Regions from separate parts of the Manis pentadactyla genome. Here region 1 is linked to region 2. The links are chromatin contacts, called in public Hi-C maps. All regions are on one chromosome and are shown on one strand. The core of a region is the stretch at or near the end of the contact, and the rest is flanking DNA. Distances in the headings are between cores, read along the strand shown. Region 1 holds the start of AHDC1 (AT-hook DNA binding motif containing 1). Region 2 holds the start of GPR3 (G protein-coupled receptor 3).

Region 1 (3,029 bases), core at 361-2,860, 180 kb before region 2:
CCCAGAACCTCTTCTCTTTTGCCCTCTGGGGGTTCCAGACTGTCCTAGCAGGGGGATTTAGGAAAGGTAGAGGTGTGGGGAAGGTGGTGACAGGAAGCTGCAGTTGGAGAAATGCCACCACCACCTGCCTTTGTCATGGCCATCACTGCAAGGCCAAAGGAAGAGTCAGAAACAGGTGGGCCAAGGACAAAGGCACTTCTGGAGAAACTTCAGACGTGGAGCAAGGCAGACAAAGCTAACAGACACGGGGCAAAGGAATGTCAGACACACATGAATTGGGGCTAGTGCAGGACCAGTCAGGGCTGGTGTTGTTAGATACCCAGGACAGGACAGCAATCATGCATTATTCATCCTTGTGTCCCCAGTGAGCCCTGCATACCTCAGTCAACATTTGTAGAATTAAAGTGCCAAGGGAGGACACACAGGCACTGGAAGTGAAGGTCAGACAGAGACCTGGGAAGTCATACCTCCCTGCTATGGCCCAGAGGTTAAATAGTGAGCTTTGGAATCAGCCAAACCCTGATCTGGCTGGGCTCTCCCACTTCCAGATTGGGGGATCTGGACCTTGGTGTCTTCATCTCTAAAATGCAAAGGATAACAGACCATTTCACCAGTTTTTTGCAGGATTCAAGGGCCCTGTGGTATTCAGTAAATGGCAGCAGCAGCCATTTTCCTGCCTGGGCTGTCCAGCTACCGCCTCTCAGTAACCAGGCACTGGCAGGGCACATTCCCATCTGTGGGGATAGGCCAGGCAGGGGGCCAGAGCTAGGGGCTGGATAGCAGATGTGACCTGAGGAGGAGGTAGGTGAAAGTGCTGAGCCCAGCTCCCTGGCCTCAGCAGGAGCTCTCAACTGTTCAATTTTAATCTTGCTTCTTGACACAATGAAAATGATCAGTCGAATTCAGGAAGCGGGTGTTCGTGTGCTATCTGTAGATATCCAGAACTTTTATGCCCTCACCACCCTTGGACTTCTAGGAAAACTAGGCGTTGGAGAAGCTAAACCCAGAGCTCGGAGCTTGAGATGGGTTGCAGGGGGTGTTACTGAGTGAGGAGAAAGCCCTGGTGGGTTTCTGAGGTTTCTGGAGTAACCCTCTCTCCATATGCTCTTGTTGTTTACTCAGAGGGGAATATTTTCAGAAAGGGAATTTCAGAAAGGGAGACGGTCTCCAGATTCAGAGAGCCGGTCCTCCCCTCTTCCTCTCGCATTTAATTGGGACGCCCCAGAAGGTCGCAGGTCCTTTGGCTAATTCCTTGATTTCCCTATTCGACCCTCTTTCCATTCTTAGACTCCGCCCCTTCGCTCCCACCCTCAACCTCTGCTCGAGGCAGAGCTCCCCACAAGGCAACAGGAACATGGGAAACATTCCTAATCTTTGGGGAGAACCTGTACCCCCTGGTAAATGAGGACACGTCCCCACCGAGGGTCCGGGGCGCAGGGTCCCGGGCAGGCTCTGGTCCGCGCCGTCGGGGAAGCCGGTGCGGCCCCGCCCGCCCGGCGCGCCGAGCGGCCGGGGCGGGGACTACAAGTCCCGGCGTGCCGCGCGCGCGCTCCCCCCTGGGGTTCCGGATGGTGAGCTGCGAAGGTAAGGCGAGCTCGCAGAGGCAGCGGCGGCGGCAGCGGAGACGGAGAGGCAGGCAGGGAGGCAGGCAGGGCGAGGGCGAGAGACGGAGGGAGGGAGCGAGCGAGGCAGACCAGACAGACAGACAGGCGGGCGGGCAGGCGGGCAGGCAGAGCGAGCCACCCGCCAGGCTGCGCTCAGCCCCGCTCGCAGCAGAGAGAGCAGAAGGCAGGAGGAGGGAGGGGAGGAGGAGGAGGGAGGGAGAGAGGGAATCCAGCTACCACCACCCAAAGCCAGCGTCTGCTTTCTGTCCTCATTTCCTTTTCCCACCCAGCTCGGAGAGCAGAGAAAGGCAGAGAGAACGAGAAATAGAGACAGTCAGAGAGACAGACAGACGGCCAGAGAGACCGGGAGGGAGGAGGGCGGAGGAGGAGTAGCAGGAGGAGGACTACGCGGGGTGCGTTCCCTCCCAGGTTTGCAATGGGGGGGTGGGGGCGGGGGTGTCCAGGGTTGTGAGAGTGTGTGCGCGGCGGGGGGACGAGGGGGGCGCAGAGAGAGCGAAGGAGTGATCGGGGCGGGGGGTGGGGGGTGCCGCGGGAGCGAGGGGCCGTGTCCAGCGGAGTTAGCGGCGGAGAATGTGAGCCGAGGCGCGAGCCATGCTGTCAGCAACCGCGGGCGGCTCAGGGCTCCTCCACGACTCCTCTCCCCAGCAGCCAGGCGCCCGCGTCGCTGCCGCCGCCGGACGACAGACGCCCCCCAAAGCCCCTCGCCTGCCTCGGACCCACGGAGCCGGCAGCCCAGCACTTCGGTGAGTAGCGCCTCCTCCCCAGCCCTAGACCCCCGCTGGGAACCGGCCGGCCGGGCTCTTTTGTGCAGCGCACCAGAGGGGGGCCCGCGCCCCCTCCGCGCGCCCCGGTCCGGTCCGCCGGACCCTGTGGCTGCGGTGCCCGCGGTGCGATCGGTCTTTGTTTCCACCGGGGCCCGCGGCTCGGCTGGGCTCGGCTCGAAACCTGGCAGGCAGCGCCGGGAAGGGGGAGGGGGAGGTGGACGAGAAGGGGGGGCGGCGAGGGGGGGTTCTCGGGTTTCCTGGCCGCCCCGCAGCTCCCCCGGCTCGGGGGCGAGGTGCGCGCCCAGCGCTGCCGCGCGCCCCCTCCTCCTTCCCCCTCCCTCCGTCTTTGGATTTAAAACTGCAATTTGCTCTCCAGCTTGCTGAGAATGCGGGGGGGTTGGGGGGATGAAGGGGGGACCGTGGGAGCGCAGAACAAGGCTGGATTTTAGAAACGGCGCTGGGAAAGGGGGAGACTGCGGAGGGAGGAACCCCTCCCCTCCAACCCCCAAATCCCAAGGTTCCGCTGGTGCTCTGGGATTTGAGGGGCGGGGACCTAATGACCCGGAGGGGGTGTGGGGCGGAGGAGGGATTTGGGGGCGGCTTGGGCCGGAGGGGTTGGGCCGCGTGCCCGGTTACCTGG
Region 2 (2,918 bases), core at 340-2,839:
ATAGATACTCTCTTTGTATGTGCATATATATATATAGATAAATCTCTCTCCTATCTAGGCAACTGAGTGACTAACCTCTCTGACTCTTTAGCTCAGAAATTCAGAAGTAAAGAGACATGGTCAAGGTCGAGGGAAGAAGATCAGGAACTTGGAATGGCACTGTAAAACACCCAGCAGCATTCTGGATCTCCAGGCCAGCTGGGCTGTGGGACATTTCTGAGTGGAATCCTGACCACCTGAACATTCTAGAACCATAGAGCCCGCTGGGCCCTGCAGGGATCTGAACAGAATCCTGTGAAACACCCGATGTCCTAGAACTCCAGAACCAGCTGGGTCTTGGGGGTGTGGAGCTAGGGAGTTGGAAAAAAGCCCTGAAGGACCTAACATTCTGGAATTCTGTAGTGATCAGGGCTGAAGGGTCGGTCACCAGGATGTGACTAGACATCACTGGGGGAACGGGATCTAAAGGGAATCTTAGAAGAGGAACAGCAGCAGCAGACGGCCCACAGCACCTTCTGCACATCCTGGTTGCGGAAGGCATAGATGATGGGGTTGATCATGGAGTTGTAGGTGGCAGGGAGCAGGGTGAGATAGGTGTAGAGAGGTGGGGAGTGGGCATCACCCAGCAGGCAGTAGACAGTGAAGGGAAGCCAGCAGGCAGCAAAGGCGCCAAGCACCACAGCCAGGGTGGCAGTGCCTTTGCGGGTGGCCACATAGTGGGAGGCAGGCAACAGATGCCGCTGGAGCGCAATCTGCTGGGCATGGCGGCAGACGATCCGGCAGATCTGGGCATAGAGCTGCAGCATGATGCCAAACACCATGAAGAAGGCAATGGCCAGGACCACCAGATGGTTCTTGGAGAGTGGATATACCACACCACATGTGGCCTGGGCATCCAGGCAGTTCCAGGCCAGCACGGGTAGCAGCCCCAGGCCCAGTGCACCTCCCCACACCAGAGACAGCATCACGTAAGTCCGAGTCACCGTTGTCTCTGAGTAGTAGGTGAGGGCATTGTACAGAGAAAGGTAGCGATCAACAGTGATGGCCAGTAGGCTGCCGATGCTGGCAGTAAAGGCCATTGCCAGCACGCCAACCAGCACCAGCCTCATCTCCGCTGAGCCAATGCAGAAGACAGCAGCAAAGTGGAGGACCAGGCCCAGGCCTGCCAGCAGGTCTGCCACAGCTAGGCTGCCCACCAGCAGGAACATTGGGGCACGGAAGGTGGGAGTGCCCACAATGATGGCCACCACCAGCGCATTCTCGCAGGACACCAGGGTGCCTGAGATGCACAGCACCACGTCCCAGGCCCTGGGTGATGGCAGTGGTGCTTCTGGGCCTGTAGGCCCCTCCGCTGAGCCCACACTGCTCATGTTCATGCTGCCTGAGCCAGCGGAGAGCCAGGCCAGGGGTCTGCCTGCACCCCACATCATGGTACCTGTAGGGAAAGGTCCTGTAGTGAGAAGCTGGCAGCGCTGGGAGCAGGGTTTGGAGGGGGTTAGGTGCCTCTCAGGATACACGTCTGGGTACTGATGCCTTGTCCCCCACTCATGCTCGGGGGCTCCTTCTAGGATACTTTTGTCCTCTGCCATGCCCCCAGGCCAGCAAGGGTCTCTTTTCCTGGGGATCTCTGTCTTGTGTCTCTTCACTTTCCCTTCCAACTCTCTGGGTCATGCAGACCTCTTTCTACCACGTGTGTGAACAGAGGAGAACCAGATGAGGGGCAACCGTAAGTGGATGGGAAGATGCCCAGAAAGGCCCAGGACTGGGGGAGGGAAACATCTCAAGACTAAGGGCTGCTCTGCTCCACCCCCATCAGGGAGGATGACGCTCAGTTTCTGAGGCTCGCCAGACCCCTCACGACTCTCAGTATTACCATACCCAGACTCCGCCCCCAGGGAATGTGCGTGAAGCCCCAGCTGGCCCCTAACCTGCACTCCTGGGCTAACAACACCCACCAAAACAGCACCCACCAAAAACACACCCTCCCAGACTTCTGTCCCCGGTCAGACCCTCTTTCTGCCTGAACCTCTGGGTCTGTAGAACAGACACCCTCTGCTGTAATCCTGGATCCCTGAGTCAGACCCCTCCTGCTCGGACACCTGGATCTCGGGCCTGACTCCGCCTCTTGCCTGGATGTCTGGATCCTTAAGTCAGACACCTCCTCCTACTCGGACACCGGGATCCCTGCCTCAGCCGCCTCCTGCCGGCCCAACCTCAGATGACCATCAGTCCCTCTAGGGCCTTGGGTCCCTGTAGAAGTGCCCACTCTCCGCCTGGTCACGCAGCTGACAGCTCTCCCACCCGGACAGTGTGTCCCCGCCTGCTAGCCCAGTATCTGGGTTCCCGGTCTCGACCTCCGACCCCAGCCAGCAGCTGGGAGCCTTACCACGGCCCAGCGCCCCAGCATCCTGCATGCCCTTCCGGACGCCTGGGGCCCGCGGCGGGGCCTGCTACTCACCTCCTGAGACCTGGCGCGGCCGAGCCGCGGGGAGGCTCCGCTCGGGTCCGGTCAGCGCTGGGTGTGCACGGACCCCAAGAAGCCCCCGCGGCCGCGGGAGAAGAGGCGTGAGTCACCCCGCCCCGCCCCCGGCCACCGGCTCGGTGACGTCAGAGGGCCGGCTGGCCAATGGGCACGTCGCGCTGGGGCGCAGCGCGCGTCGCGCGGCATAGTAATAAGGCCTCGCACCGCCCGCTCCCCCATTCATAAAAAGCGACCGTGGCCGCGGCCCCGCCCCCTCCAGAGACGGCCCGCGCTGTCCTTGACTCGGCGCCCTCTGAGGGCAGAGGGTTTCCGGGGCGCTGGTGGGAGAGCGTTGGAGAAGTCTCAGGGAGGCTGCGGGGGGGGGGTGCGCGGGGAGCGGAAAGGGGACCCGGACAGGCTGTGGGGCGGTGGGACCCTCGGGTGGCGGAGACAGACT

Evidence for each region. Hi-C and Micro-C count contacts between places; a contact is called where the count stands out from the background.
Region 1: a Hi-C map of skin fibroblasts shows a contact between it and region 2, with 7 times the contacts expected there. The contact joins the promoter of AHDC1 here to the promoter of GPR3 in region 2. A contact is called at or near these places in 2 of 3 Hi-C or Micro-C datasets (fibroblasts and skin fibroblasts).

The regions. Positions count from the first base shown.
Region 1 is chr4:20,509,937-20,512,965 of mManPen7.hap1, reverse strand. It overlaps AHDC1 (AT-hook DNA binding motif containing 1), which reads left to right and starts at 1,610. Exons shown (of 8, transcript XM_036914910.2): 1 at 1,610-2,033; 2 at 2,274-2,368.
Region 2 is chr4:20,329,359-20,332,276 of mManPen7.hap1, reverse strand. GPR3 (G protein-coupled receptor 3) reads right to left here and starts at 1,589. Exons shown (of 1, transcript XM_036914923.2): 1 at 96-1,589. The coding sequence starts at 1,589. The coding sequence ends at 438. It overlaps CD164L2 (CD164 molecule like 2), which reads left to right and starts at 2,877. Exons shown (of 9, transcript XM_036914932.2): 1 at 2,877-2,918.